2 separate regions of the Anas platyrhynchos genome follow, and region 1 is linked to region 2. A link is a contact called in public Hi-C data. All regions are on one chromosome and are shown on one strand. The core of a region is the stretch at or near the end of the contact, and the rest is flanking DNA. Distances in the headings are between cores, read along the strand shown.

Evidence for each region. Hi-C and Micro-C count contacts between places; a contact is called where the count stands out from the background.
Region 1: a Hi-C map of skeletal muscle shows a contact between it and region 2, with 1.6 times the contacts expected there. The contact joins two enhancer-like sites. A contact is called at or near these places in 3 of 8 Hi-C or Micro-C datasets (F5 follicle, skeletal muscle and small yellow follicle).

The regions. Positions count from the first base shown.
Region 1 is chr3:61,662,006-61,669,376 of IASCAAS_PekinDuck_T2T, forward strand. It overlaps LOC101801630 (a long non-coding RNA gene), which reads right to left. Exons shown (of 5, transcript XR_011807857.1): 3 at 3,069-3,188; 4 at 1,260-1,377; 5 at 346-1,147. Among named protein-coding and RNA genes, the nearest start is that of SGK1, 160 kb to the right of the region's middle. Within about 2 kb of position 2,871, at least 2 of the 8 cell types and tissues checked have an H3K27ac peak or open chromatin away from gene starts, as enhancers often do.
Region 2 is chr3:61,617,520-61,624,441 of IASCAAS_PekinDuck_T2T, forward strand. It overlaps LOC140002193 (a long non-coding RNA gene), which reads right to left. Exons shown (of 3, transcript XR_011808366.1): 1 at 5,714-6,922. Among named protein-coding and RNA genes, the nearest start is that of ALDH8A1, 190 kb to the left of the region's middle. Within about 2 kb of position 4,777, at least 6 of the 8 cell types and tissues checked have an H3K27ac peak or open chromatin away from gene starts, as enhancers often do.

The sequences.
Region 1 (7,371 bases), core at 1,621-4,120, 43 kb after region 2:
TTGAAGCACGACAGTGCTTGGGGATTGGTGGTTTTTCTGAGACCAGCAGGCTGGCCCATGTAACCAGGGAGCACAGCCGGCGAGAGCACTGAGCCAGGGCCTTTCTGCAAGCCTCTTGGCAGCCCTGGAGAAACAGGCCTGCAGCACCCTGCTGCGCACCAAAGCCAGCCGGCACATGCCAGGCAAGCTGCATGTTGAGGAAATGGGAGGAAATGGTGTCGTGTGAGCAGGTGTCATCACACGTGGGCACCATGCAGGAATCAGGTGGGGGTGAGAGAGCATCTTGGCACTGATATGCCAAGGCAGCTTTGGCTGCTCTCGGAGAGGTTTGCTTCTTACTTCAATGTGACCTGTACCTGCTTCTGAGCTGTTTGCAGCACAGCATCGGGTGTTTCTGCATTAAAAAAAAACAAACAAACAAACAAAAAAACAAACAGGTTTTAGGCATCATACAGAAAAATGAGTTACGGCTACAGGAATGAGAGGAGGAAATCATATAATGGTAAAAACATATGGCAGGGAGTCCAGGAGGACATCTGCAGTGGCAGATACCTGATATTACTGACACATCTGTGCCTCTCAGTTCCCTGTGAGGGTTTCCATAGACCTTGAGGGACATATTCATCTTGTGGCTTCTTTGGAAAACTCCTTAGGGAACCACAGAGCAAGGCTGTCTTTGGCATATTCTGAGTACCAACTCAACGTGACAACATTCAGAGCAGCACAGGCCAGCAGTAAGGTGTCTGCGTGTGCCACTACTGCAACCCAGAGAACAAAATCAAGACACAGATGATTATCTGAAGCCCTTCTTCAACTATCTCTCATCCTTCCCCTTACCACAGCTGTTGGTTTGCTTCACGTCCCTTTCACACAGACAAACATTGGAGCTTTCTATTAATTTCAAGATGTTGTGAGAATCCCAGGTAGCAACAGTCTTATCACATTCTCCTGAGCCCCATGGACACACTTGGCAGTGTGGTATGTCCTCTAAATCTTGTCACACAGAGTCAGTAAAGTGTTATCTCAAAGCAAGTTGGCTTTTTATAGTTTTATTTATGGACTGTAAGATCCCTACTCCACATCAGGCCCAGAAGATGAGAAATGCTGTGGGTGTGAGGTTGGAAAATGTTCTTCCCTTGAACATATTCTGTGAAAAGAGAAAAAAGAAAAACCTCCTCAGTGACTTAATAACAGCTTCATTGAGAAGAAAGGGGAAGAACACCCCTCTGTATGGGTGAGTGAGCACTGGCACAGGTTACCCAGAGAGGTTTTGGAACCTCCCTCCTTGGAGATCTCCAAAAGCCACCTGAACGTGGTCCTGGGCTCTTGATGTCCATACTTGCGCTGGGGGTTGGACCAGATGGCCTCCAGAGGTTCCTGCCAATGCAAACCATTCTGTGATTTTGCGTGTGATTCAGCATTGTCTGGGATTTCCTAGGAAACTTCTGTTACCACAACAGCCAGGACTTCTTGAGAAAGTTTTTCTGTGCCACAGGAAGAAGAGTATAACAATTTGTAATTAAGGTCATGTTAAGCATCCAGGCCAAAAGTTATTGGTTTGTAACTAAGAAAACAAGGAGATATAAATGAGGAGAGGAGAGGAGAGGAGAGGAGAGGAGAGGAGAGGAGAGGAGAGGAGAGGAGAGGAGAGGAGAGGAGAGGAGAGGAGAGGAGAGGAGAGGAGAGGAGAGGAGAGGAGAGGAGAGGAGAGGAGAGGAGAGGAGAGGAGAGGAGAGGAGAGGAGAGGAGAGGAGAGGAGAGGAGAGGAGAGGAGAGGAGAGGAGAGGAGAGGAGAGGAGAGGAGAGGAGAGGAGAGGAGAGGAGAGGAGAGGAGAGGAGAGGAGAGGAGAGGAGAGGAGAGGAGAGGAGAGGAGAGGAGAGGAGAGGAGAGGAGAGGAGAGGAGAGGAGAGGAGAGGAGAGGAGAGGAGAGGAGAGGAGAGGAGAGGAGAGGAGAGGAGAGGAGAGGAGAGGAGAGGAGAGGAGAGGAGAGGAGAGGAGAGGAGAGGAGAGGAGAGGAGAGGAGAGGAGAGGAGAGGAGAGGAGAGGAGAGGAGAGGAGAGGAGAGGAGAGGAGAGGAGAGGAGAGGAGAGGAGAGGAGAGGAGAGGAGAGGAGAGGAGAGGAGAGGAGAGGAGAGGAGAGGAGAGGAGAGGAGAGGAGAGGAGAGGAGGCTTTTCTTCATGCTTTAGAGTCCCATTTCAGACAGGAGGCTCTGTGAGGCACAGTGTAATTGTAGCTTGTGAGTGACAGAATTAAGATGACTTGAGTAAACCTGCACCACAGACACAAGCTGGATGGGAAGGAGAATGAATAGCATATTTTGATAGACATAGGGCATCTGTCCTGTGCTCCTACTCAGGAGCTATTTAAGTTTGCCTGTAGAGCAAACAACGTAGTTTCTCTGAGCCAAAAAACATTTTCCTCTTCCTTCAAAATCAAAAGCTTGAAATGTTTCAGAAAATAGGGGAAAGCAACACTAGCATCTGCATAGGTGAGCCACTCTTTTTTTGATAGAAAACATTAAACAAGAAGTGTTGGTTTTATGATTAAGGAGTCAAAGTGCATGTGAGCTGGAATACAGACCATTTCTGGGAATACCTGTGCTGGAAGGAAGTCTTTGCTCACATCTGTGAGCTTTCACAGGAGTGCAGAGAGGCACCCAGCTCCCTGCAGGCTGCCCCCAGCATGGTGTAGCACTGCACAGTCCGCTGCCAGCAGCAGCACCCCGGAGGCTGGCTAATGGGGCTGTCATCGCCTGCCACCCTCGCGCCCACAGGGGCACCTGCGAGACTCCAATGGGGTCTGCTGGCTGCTGGCAGCATAAGCAGCAGTTCAGCTGGGGCTGACACTGCTGCAAGCTGTACTTGTTGCTTCCCGGCTGCCTGTTTCCTATGATTCTTGTCTAAAAGGGCCCTGCGTCAGCAGGGACACCGTGGGTTCTCTGTGGCTGCAAAGTGCATCCAGCCTCTGTCCCCCAGCTGCATGGGTGCTCAGCCAGTGGTAAGCCCAGGTCAGCACTTCTGGAGTCTCATGTGGCTCTGGGGACAGGAGCAAACTTTGTCACCTCACCTGCTGACTCAGGATGCTTCAACATGTCGATCTCATGTCCCTTTTCTCTGATCCTCTCTCCCCCCTTTTCAGGAAGCAGCTGTTTACTTCTGCTTGTCAGCTGGTTAGCTGGCCGCATTGCTGTTTTCAAAAAGAAAGGCGTCACTGGTTGTGCTCTACCACAGATGCACTCACTGACCTTCCAACACTTTCTCAGCATAAGGGCCATTCCAGATTACAATCAAGAGAGCCAGTCCAGAACGGCACTCCTGTTCCATGAGAAAACTCACTGATCTGACATTTGCTTTCATTCTGAACTGGGATGAAACCCCACCACACTGAAACTTTCCATGTCATTGAAATTCTTAGCATTTCATTGAGGAGAAACTGTTTTTGTTGTTGTTGCGGTTGTTTTCTGAAATGCTAATGTGTTTGCCAAGGTAACAATAATTTCTGTCAGTAATGCTGGAAGGTTGCTGTACAGTGTCAGATAAAGTTTATGAAATATTAACATGTTAAATTTAGTGATTCATTCAGATATATTGACTTCATAATGGAACATAAAAACATACTCAAATAAGGTATTCAAAATATTGTGAGCACATCAAATATAATTGTGAAAATAAAGACAGCCTATTTTAACCTGATTTTTGAAATGTAGTTGAATTATTTTTTCTTCCAGTGGTACCTATTTGACAAAATACATTTTTCTGTCTTCTGTTCCCAGACTGTGGCTGCTTCCAATAATCATATGATGGCCTGATTCAGCTAAATTGAGTATGCAACACAACTCTTCAGTGAAACAGCTTTAGCTTCCCTTCAGCTACTTGTTCTTGTGCCCATGGCTTTCCAAGACTGTATCTGGATGAGGGACACTGTTCACTAGTCTTCTGCAAGACCCCTAGACCTTTGCAGCTCCCTATTGCAACGCGCTGTCATATCCATTAAGGAAGGGCTCCCAAATGGCCTGTTGTGTCAGCTATTTCACAGGGATGTACAAGTACTGCTCCACAGCTGAGCAACTCATATTGCTCCCCTGGGCTCGCCTAGGAGCAGTTTTGCTGCTTTTCATTTTCCTGCTGTTGGTGATGTTGGTATTTTAAGGAAACTTTTGGGAGCTCCTGTGGCAAGATACATGTTGGGACCATTCAGGCACTCTAATTAGTGCAGAATATGTCTGATTTCAGACCCTTGGTTCGGGATAAGAGAATATTAGGCCAACATTCAGCACTAACCTGCGCTGATTTCTAATTAGTTTCTGTTTTGGGCTTAAAAGGCTATCTTCTAACACTACAGCATTGAATACTGTGGGCCCAGAGACTGCTTTGCTTTCCTTGAGACACTGCAGTTAGCTACAGTGAAATGGCTCAGGCAAGCTTTTTATGGGTAAAAGAAAGTTGTGTCTTAGTGGCAAGAAAAGAAAATTCAAATGTCATGTGAGTCACTTTCTGATGGTACCTAGACTGGCTGTCTTTCTGGAAATCCTGCAAGGTTCATCCATCCTCTCGAACTTTGGGGAAGGAATATCTGAGACATGGATAAAAAGGTGATTTTTCAAAGTGATTGTAGGGCATTAGCATTGCTGTGTGAATGCTAAACCTTGTGAAAGCACCCAGTGGGGTTCCAGATTTATGAAAGGTTTCATGTATGGTCTCTCATGATGGGTCTCTTACTGTTTGTGGCTTCTTGCTTGCTAAATTGTTTAAAAGACAGAACTAAGATGCTTGCTTGTTTGTTTGTTTGTTTGTTTGTTTTTCCCATGGACATAATACTTCTTTATGGTGTTCACAATTAGGATACTATTGGAAGAATATGAGATCACCACATTGATGTCAACAGTCAACAATATGCAAAAGAAGGAAAAGCTAAGACCAGTTTAAGATTGTGCCAGAGCTCAGAGAGAAACTTATCCAAGTATGAAAGGGAGCATCCCAAGTTTTGCATTAATGATAGGATATGAATAAATACAGGCTAAATCCAACTCCAAGAAGATATTGAGGCCTTGTGAATAAAATGAGCATCTTTGCATCTGCCTCATTGGTGAGGTAGTTAGGTTCCTTCAGATTGCTCTCTTCTTGTGAGCTTGCTCTTAGTGCCTAGTCTTGAATAAGAGACCCTTCACCTTACCACTTTTCTTGCCATAGACCATCCTCTGAGGATGTTCTCACATCAGGGGATGTTCTCACAGAGAGGACCCTGCTCCCCTCTTCCTCAAGAGGGGACTTGACTCTGTCTCCTGGATGACTGCTTTAACTGTTAGTATTTTGCTGAAGTAGGAGTAATGACATCTCTTCATCCAGGCTATGGTGTTGCGTGTCCAGTCTTTCCATCTCTAAACTCCCTGTTTGCTGCACTGGGAATGTATGTCTCAGGAAAGGTTAGGAATTCCGCTCCCATAGCCAGGACCTTCAAAATTAGAAGGTAACAGTGCTTGGTATCATTATGGCCATGTCCTTGTAGTTCTAACTTAGAAGTGGAAAAATAGCTTCCAGATACAAATGTTATCATAAAACAGGTGTGGGAGAGGTAACTTATTTTTTCGCTGCTGACCAGCATATCTCTAGCTGTCAATTCAATTAAGTCAAAAATACCACAAATATTTGGGCACAGTGATAATGGGAAGATGCTTTAAACACACCAAAACCCAAGAAACAGTCATGAGCATGTCTCCAGACTAGCTACTCCTGTGCAGTGGTTTCTCTCCCAGAATTAAAAAAGAGAAATTCAAAGGAATGAACCCACCCTTTGTCTCTTTACATCTTTCAGATGTTAAGCTTTTTATGACATGGACTATCTCTTTGATACTTTAGTACAAAGTGAACAGAGTTGAATCCCTAGAGCAGAACTTTAAAAGGTACAGCTTTAACTTTCATATAAATGTTTATTAATTCTCAAGATAAATTCTATGTGGGAGTGGCCATTTACTGGACACTAAATGCCTTATCAACTGGCATCAATAGACAAATTGAAGTCTTTTCCTGCAGGGCTTTATTTTTCCCCTCTTCTCTATTTCCCTCCTCCTTTGAAATGCTTCATTTTGCATGTTTCTCTTTGCTAGGCATTTTTAAAGTGCTTCTGGCAGAAACATTTTACAAGAGAGGAGGATGCCCTGGGCTTCTTCCTGGAAACTAGGAGACTCTGTGTGTGGGGAGGCTGACGCCAGCCATGCAAAGCGGGTAGGTCTGCAAAGTCTTTTTTACTTTGAATAAACAATTGAAATCCATTATTTACCACATGTATTGTAAACATCTGTTGCAGAGAAGTCTTCTTATTGTATGCCTGTAGTGAGTAGGGCAAGTCCAGCACAGGAAGAAGGAAGGACCAACCCCCTTAGCAGAATGAATTACTCAAATTCATTTTAAAGCCACCAACAAACAACTGGTGGATTGGATTATCTTATGCAGAACATAAATAAGAAATATTCAGGACACCTATATGACACTCTGACTCCAACAATATGAGTGGGAGATATGACACTAGCATTATAGAGTCCAAGCAGAGTTGTAATCTTTCTTTTTTTTTTTTTCTTAAAAAAAAAAATCAAAAAGACCTGCTCCATTTGATTGCAAAACAAGTGGTAAAGTTGCTATTGATTGAGGTACTAGACACACATTTCTTAGGAACATCCAGGATAGATAGCTATGGAAAAAGTGAAAATACTGTGTTAACTCTAAAAAAGGAAATCCTGTGATAACATTAAGGACCTTGTCAAAGGACATTTCCACAGTGCTACTGGCTGACTGAATTCAGTTCTTTCAACTAGTCATTAGTGCTTTTCAGTTCAGTTGTTGTCATGGCCTTACACCTACAATTTGTTAAAAAATAGATAGGTGAGAATTTCAATTCTCTGCCGCACTGCACTGAAGAGTCTTCATGAGGGAAAAAAAAAAAAAAAAAGGCATTTATTTTTGAAAATATTTGATTTCTACAGTAAAAGATTAAATAATTAAATAATAATAATAATAAAAAAACTACCTCAGCTGTTGAAAGTAGTCAGAATTAGAGCTGAAGTTTGGTTCTCTCATTAAAAATTCTGTTTTCTCACAGCTGATCAGATACAAAAACTGCTTTACACTCTTGTATCATCAAACCTTTTCCCTATTTTATATTACCTGCTATAGGAAATCTCTTTTCAGACTAATAGTGTACATTCCTGTCCTTCTCTTTTTTGACCATATTGATGGTCCCACTCTCTTAAGGCTGGCCTTGAACACAAGACACTTTTCAAGTTCCCAGCAGAAGATGAAAAAATCTGAATATGGCCCTGTAGAATTCAATCCCGCCTAATGTTTTTTGGTGATATCATAATATTATAGTTGAAACT
Region 2 (6,922 bases), core at 3,527-6,026:
AAATCCCCAGCTGGGATTTGAAACTCATGACATCAGAGAACAAAGCATCTTTGCTGTGCTAATGTAGGCAGCAATGATGTGTCATTGGCTACCACGCACATGTTAGTGTATCATGAGGGTTCAGTGCTGTTTTGGTGACAAGGAGCAACCTTATACTTTGGTACTACGTAAACACTAAGTCTATTCACAGTCTCTCTCCTTCTGCAATAGTTCCCACATACAAAGTAGCAACATGCCAAAATCATTCTGCAGATGAATGAATCACTTTGATGAGTGCATTTTGTTAGTGTTCTTTATTTAAGTAGTGATAAACAAAACTTATTTTGTATCAAAGGTAGTCACAGGCCAAGAAAGAAAAAACTCAATGTGCATAAACTGTTCAAAGGAACTCACCCATGCTCTGGGGTTCCTAGAAGGTAGGGGGTAGGAAGTGGCACCCAGAATATTCCTTTATGTTATAAGTATTTTTGAATGTCAAGACAAATAGAGAAGGAACACAGAACCTGCTGCACAAGCTCATGACAGCAGTAAGCCTAGTTCTCACTTAAATGGTACCCAGCTACTGCAAGCTTAAAAATAATGGCCTTTAGGTAACAGCAACAAGAACCCCAGTCACTGTTCAGTACCTCCACATGCTAAATGCTAAAATGCATATAAAGTTCTTATACTCAATTACCTTTTATATGCAGGGGCCAGCTGCTCTGCAGCAACTGTGTGTTTGCACAGAGCTACATTTGCAGCTCCATGTCACAAAAGCTGATTCCAGTTGCAGTGGGGAGAACTGGGCCACACCTCCTGTGTGCTGGCAAATGTTGCATGAGAACACCCTGCCCACCGCAGAGCATCGGCTCAATAGAATCACAGAATGGTTTGGGTTGGAAGGGACCTTAAAGCTGGTCTACTTCCACTGCCCCTGCCACAGGCAGGGACACCTCTCATCAGACCAGGTTGCTCAAAGCTCCCTCCAGCCTGGTCTTGAACACCTCCAGGGATGGGGCATCCACAGCTTCTCTGGGCAGCCTGTGCCAGGGCCTCACCACCCTCAGAGTAAAGAATTTCTTCCTTATAGCACAGGCATGGAAAAACACTGTGGTACGGGAAACCTGCCTGGAAGTCCCCCTGCTGATTTGCTGGTACAGCCACCTCCATCACCTGTGAACTGTTTCCACCAGTGTTGTGTGGGCAACACCCTGCCTTGGCTTAGCCATGAGCCACATGCTCTAGGTCCCAGGTGGCCATTCATTGCTTATGGTTATTTCTGCTCTCCATAGAGATGTGTTTACAAGTTTTTTTTGAAGGCAAATATGTTGGTGTATTTTGATAGTTTAACTTGCATATGTTTTGTATTTCCTGTGTTATTGCTTCACGTGAGTTATCTCATTTCTCCGCCCCCCTTCTCCTCCTCCCTGTTGCCTTTGATAATTCAAAACAGACTGTATCTAAAGACTGATTTATACTCTTCTAAAAATCTTCTTACATTTTTATGATAACTCTTAAGTATTCTTGTCATTACCCCAACTCTCCAGGAATATAATTAACTACTTAAGGGATTTTTAAATGTCATACTATATTCAATGTTCCAAGGGGCTTCACCTCCACAGCAGCAATTTTAGGGGTAAACATGATCTAAGTAACAGGCAAAATTTTAATAAACTAAGTATTGAATCCTAGCAGGAAGGAATCATCTTCAAAGATACAAATGAGATGTAGGAAGAGAAGACAAACACAATAAGTGGTTAGAATATAGCTATTAACCCATCTGGGAAATATCTTACAGTGAAGGTGACGAAGTCAATCTAAGATAAAAGCCATCTTTTTCAGAAACAGTATTATAGCATATAATAATGTATGAGGGAAAACTTCATATTTAAGGAAAATAAACCCCCAAGTTAATCTTCTACTTCACCTCATATTATTGCCATTTCATCCTCTTTCCTTGGGTACTTTATATATGTTTCAGTGAACAGCACAAATCTCCTGCATGATCATAAAGTTTTGGGGCTGCAGTATTATATATTATTAGCTATATTATTAGCTTGAAATGCCACATTTTCCTGGAACAAATGAACTTACAGAAATAATATTAAAAGAAACTATTTTTAAAACCTTCTCAGTAAAGGATAGAGGTGATATTGACTCTGTTTCTTAGGAATTAATTTACAGCTGTCCTAAGGTTGTTCTGCTCTAATTGCTTTGGTCTGTTTTGGTTTTAAACAATAAATATCATAACATTTTCTGCCATGGAGAAGAAAGGGAGGGAGGGACAGAGGGATGAAAAGGACATTTAGAGAGGTGCAGCTCAGTCTGCAGGGCAGTGCTGAGTGGTATAGCAAAGTGTCTGGGTTAAAAACCTAATTAGAATAGGACTGCACAAATTAGGAGTAGCATTTTCATTTTATTCTTAAAATTTTACTCATTTGTAAAAGAGAACAAATAAGTTACAGTAGCAATTCTTATAGTATTGCTAATTTTCTAGTTTTTTTGTTTGTTTGTTTTTTAATCCTTTTGCACTGAAGTGTTTAAGTATGTACATTCACTTTTTTTTTTTTTTTTTTTTTTTCCCTGCCTCCTCATTAAGAATTAATGTCAAAGTAGTGCTGTGATATTGTTATTTGAAAGCTAGGACTGCATTATTAAGAACTATTATGCTCTGTGCCATTACTACAGGGGCTGTAGAGAAAACTGTATTAAACCTTATTGTGGGCAACCAAGAACTTAACAGTTTCTGGAAAACAGTAACAAGTAAACTATACCCATGCAGATATTCTGTGGTCACATAAAAGAATACCACATTTCGAAGAAAATGTGTGGATATCTTGCTGTGGCAGTAAATATTAGACATGAAAAATCATCCTTGAAAAGGAAAAGGTTTCTGTAGTTAAAGTTTTAGGATAAATCTGAAAAAGGGACTTTAATTAAATGCTCTGTGTAGTAGAAATAGATGCCAATATAGCAACATAATGATACAATCCCATTGGCACTTCACATAATGCTGTAGCAACAGCCACCGGGAAAAGAGTAAAAGAAAAGTGTACAAATGCCATATGTAAAAGCCTTTTGTGCTTAAGTTTCTACCCGTCACTTGGAATCTCTGCTAACATGACAAATCATGGGTTTATAATCAAAACAACATATATATTTTTAAAAACTTATAAAAATCTATTCACAGAGGCTACAAAACATAATTTACTTTATGTCTTATATATAGTACACTGGTTTCACGTTAAGCAGTTACTCACACAGGATTTTCAAATGACACAGTCATCTGAGAGGGTTTTTGTGGTATCTTGCCTAATGGTAGAATGACAATCTACTCAGTAGCTAGAAATAGCCCCAAAGTAACTATCACAGAGGAATAATGTACTGGAAAAGAAAGAATCAGAGCCCATAGAACTTTGAAGAAACCTTCACATGTAAGTGGTTTAATAGAGATTATTCCCAACAGAACTGTGGATCTTGTTTGGTCATACGTTTTTCAGGAGGATTCTGAGAGGCACAGATATTCATGAATTTGGCTGGCAGCTGAGCAGCAGATTTCTGTGCCCCTGGGAACTTAAGAAGCAAATGCTACCCAAAAATCACCAAGAGAGAAATTAAGATTCAAATAGTCTGCATACCCAGGCAAGTGCCCCCCTGCCTTCACACCCCCCCCACCCCCCAGTCCCAAAGCTGAAAACAGAGGAGGGCACTGCTTGGCTAAACCTTGCTTGCTTCAGAATCACAACTGTTTCATTAACAGTAAGTGACACCAGAGATAAAGTTGTGAGACCACAGTCACCAGTGAATTGAGAGGCCACCATCATGTGCTGGAATCCTGATGTTGGTATGTTACTATAGTGCTCCCATCTTCCATTCCTGAACACCATGATAGTGGATAAGCTCTTCCTGAAATCCACATTCTTTTTTTCCAGTTCCACTCAGTAAACCACATCATCCCAGAAAGATTCACATGAAATTCATCGAAGCTGCTGAAAACTACAGTCTGGGCTATAGGTGGCATCAAACCTACAAAGCATTAAACCTCCTTGCCTAAATGATGTCAGCTGCAATAGAAAAAAGCTGTTTTGTTTTGTTTTATAATTTATTTAGTGTTGCCCATGATCAGGTCTAGCCCCATAAAAGGGATTTTGAAGAATTTAGGAAAAACAGAGAAGATGCCCAGAATGAATATTTACCCATTTAGGATATCCGAATTGCGAAGATTCAGGAATTTTGCTCAGCAGGTCTCAAAATAAACCAATGCAATGATGGCTTAAAAATTTTTTTAAAACAAAATACTTCTTTACATAGCCTTTCCATTAGATAGCTGTAAAAGAGTAAAGTTTGTGTGTCAGTAAATAAATATTTCATAAAGGAACAATATCTAGGAACTGACGTGGCCTTGTTTCTCACTGTCTCAGAGGGCAATGACATGTGAATTCCTAGAAAAGCAAGTAGGAAAAAAATATGTCATATTTGTATTTGGCTTTCATCCTCCACATAACACAGTGCAGATCAGTATTAGGCTTAAAAGCCTTAAGAAAATGTGAAGATAAGATGCACATCAAGCACAGGCACTGATGATGTGGAGAGAAGGAAAAGCCCTGAAAAGCCAAGTTAGCCAAGTTCAGGTCATTGCCTAGTGCTGAACACTTCCACAACCACGAGAGGCAGGCGTGAGTTTTCCAAGGTTAAAAAAAAAAAAAAAAAAAAAAAAAAAAGCATTATATACATAAAAGAGCACAGGAATTTTCCATGGGGGTGGGGAACAACAATAGAAAAGTGATGACCTTGGGATGGCGCCTAGAGACTGAACAGCTTGGCTATTGTATGGAAACAGCTGACTTCTGCACAGGAAGCAATCACTACTGATTAGGGACTTCAAACCCCTGCCTCTATTTTTTTCTGTCCTTTTTTTGTACAAAAAGCAAAGCTCCCGAGGCTTCTTTGGACTCTATCAACTTCACCCCTTTGCCTGCTGCTGCCGGCTGTGTGCGTCACAGGAGCGAGCAGGCAGGGACCCAGAGGGGCCATTCTGTTCCTGCGCTGCAGCTCCCAAGGGACACAGGACTCAAGGCCACAGGGCCAGCCCAGAAGGCACTTTTGGGGTGAGGTTCACTGCTAAACAGCTTCGGAGCACCCAGAGTCTGACTTTTTATTTCTCGTTGATTCTGTGGGCTTATTCCCAGGTATCCCAGTTTAACATAGAGTTTTTATTCTAGGTGCTTTTAATGTTGATTTTCCTTCCAGCCTTTTGTTGTAGCAGTCAGGTCTTATTGATGAGTTAGATGCTAAATTAATGTTAGATGGAACATGCTGTCAATCTGAGGATGAGCTCCTTAACAAAAGCATACTGTGATGAAAAGCTTCTGCCTTTACTGACTCAGGGGTAGGTATGCAGGGAACATAATGAAGCATAAAAACAGCCTCATGGAGTGTAACAGAAATTGTAGGCTTAGTTGCACACCATCAATTTTGTTAAACCAATATATTCAGAATGCACGGAGATAAAAAGACAAACGCAAACACAACAGCCCAGTGGGAAGTGTCTGTAAATCTTGTTGAATCAGACAGGAAAACTGTCCCTTTCCAAAGATATGTGGGAGCACAGAGCAGAGGTAAAAGGGGAAGGACAGAAAGGGAGAGGACACTGAAATGTTGGTTGAAGTTTCCTCCACTACTTTCTTCCAGTGTGGCAACCGGGGGGGACAGCAAAGCTGCACAGTCAAGTTACCTGTTTGGAAATGCTGCAGAGGAGAGTGAGACTAGCTGTGTGGTGTCTGCCTCCTCCTGGGAGCTCAGCTGTGTGCTGCTGTGCTCAGCCACACCGCCCAGCAGTTTTGGCTCGTGCCCCAACGAGGAATGATCATGCCAAATTTGGGCACCTCCAGTCTTAAACAACAGCAAAGCTAATGTTTTTCAGATTTTAATATTGGATTTGCATGCCTGTGGAGGCAGCTAGGGACTTGATCTGTTTTAAATGTATAATATTTAATCTACAATTGTGCTGACACACTTCATCTAGTGCCACCCCCATTTGGTATTATACTGTTTCCACACTGCCTGCCCAGCCCAGGGTGAGTGAGAGATGCTGTGACCCTGCTGCCCCACCACAGTGCTTTACAGACCTTCTGCTACCTGATGGTCTCTGATGCTGTCACCAGTTTCTAAAGATACCACAGTGTGGCAAGCGGTTGAGATACATATCGATGAAATGTGGTCCTTAATCACTGAATTTTACATGAAGTGACTCAGACTGATATCAGCTAAAGGAAAAGAGAGACCACGGGATAATAGTGCCTGGCTGATGAGACTTTTCTCAACATACTGTCTGACTAAAGCTGTAGGCAGTTCTCTGTGGAAAAAGAGAAAGAATACAAATAGTACCAGAAGTCATGATATCACGTTTATTCTTTTGCTACTGTATTTGTCAGTTTAGGCTTTTGGTTAGTAAGCAGCTCTCATTTGTGATGGTTGCTTGATTTAATTTCCACCGTACTTTAAAGTATCATGTTAAGTGAAAGCAAGTAGAAACAGCTGTTGAGTCCCAGCAAGCTTGTGGGAGGGTGGCTAAAGCTGGAACTGCATAAATAAATATGACAACTGACATAAGAGATTATGCACCTCCATGTTCTCCCTTTAAATCATTCCCAGGACATCTCCCCTTACTCTGCTGACTCTCCCTCTGTTTCAGGTACACTCTTAAGTGCTAGTGTAAATCTGTCAATCACTCACTTCCAGAGGAATGGAATTTGAATTTAAGCAAATGTCTCTTCAGAGATGCATTGAAAGTAATGAAAAGTCCCTGTATAGAGTCAGGAATCAAAGTATTATTAAATTAAATATCTCTGAGTTCTTCATCTTTGTAATACAAAGAGCTTTCTTTCAACACAGAGAATCTGAGAAACAGAAAAAAAAAAATTAGATATCTCTGGAAGTGACA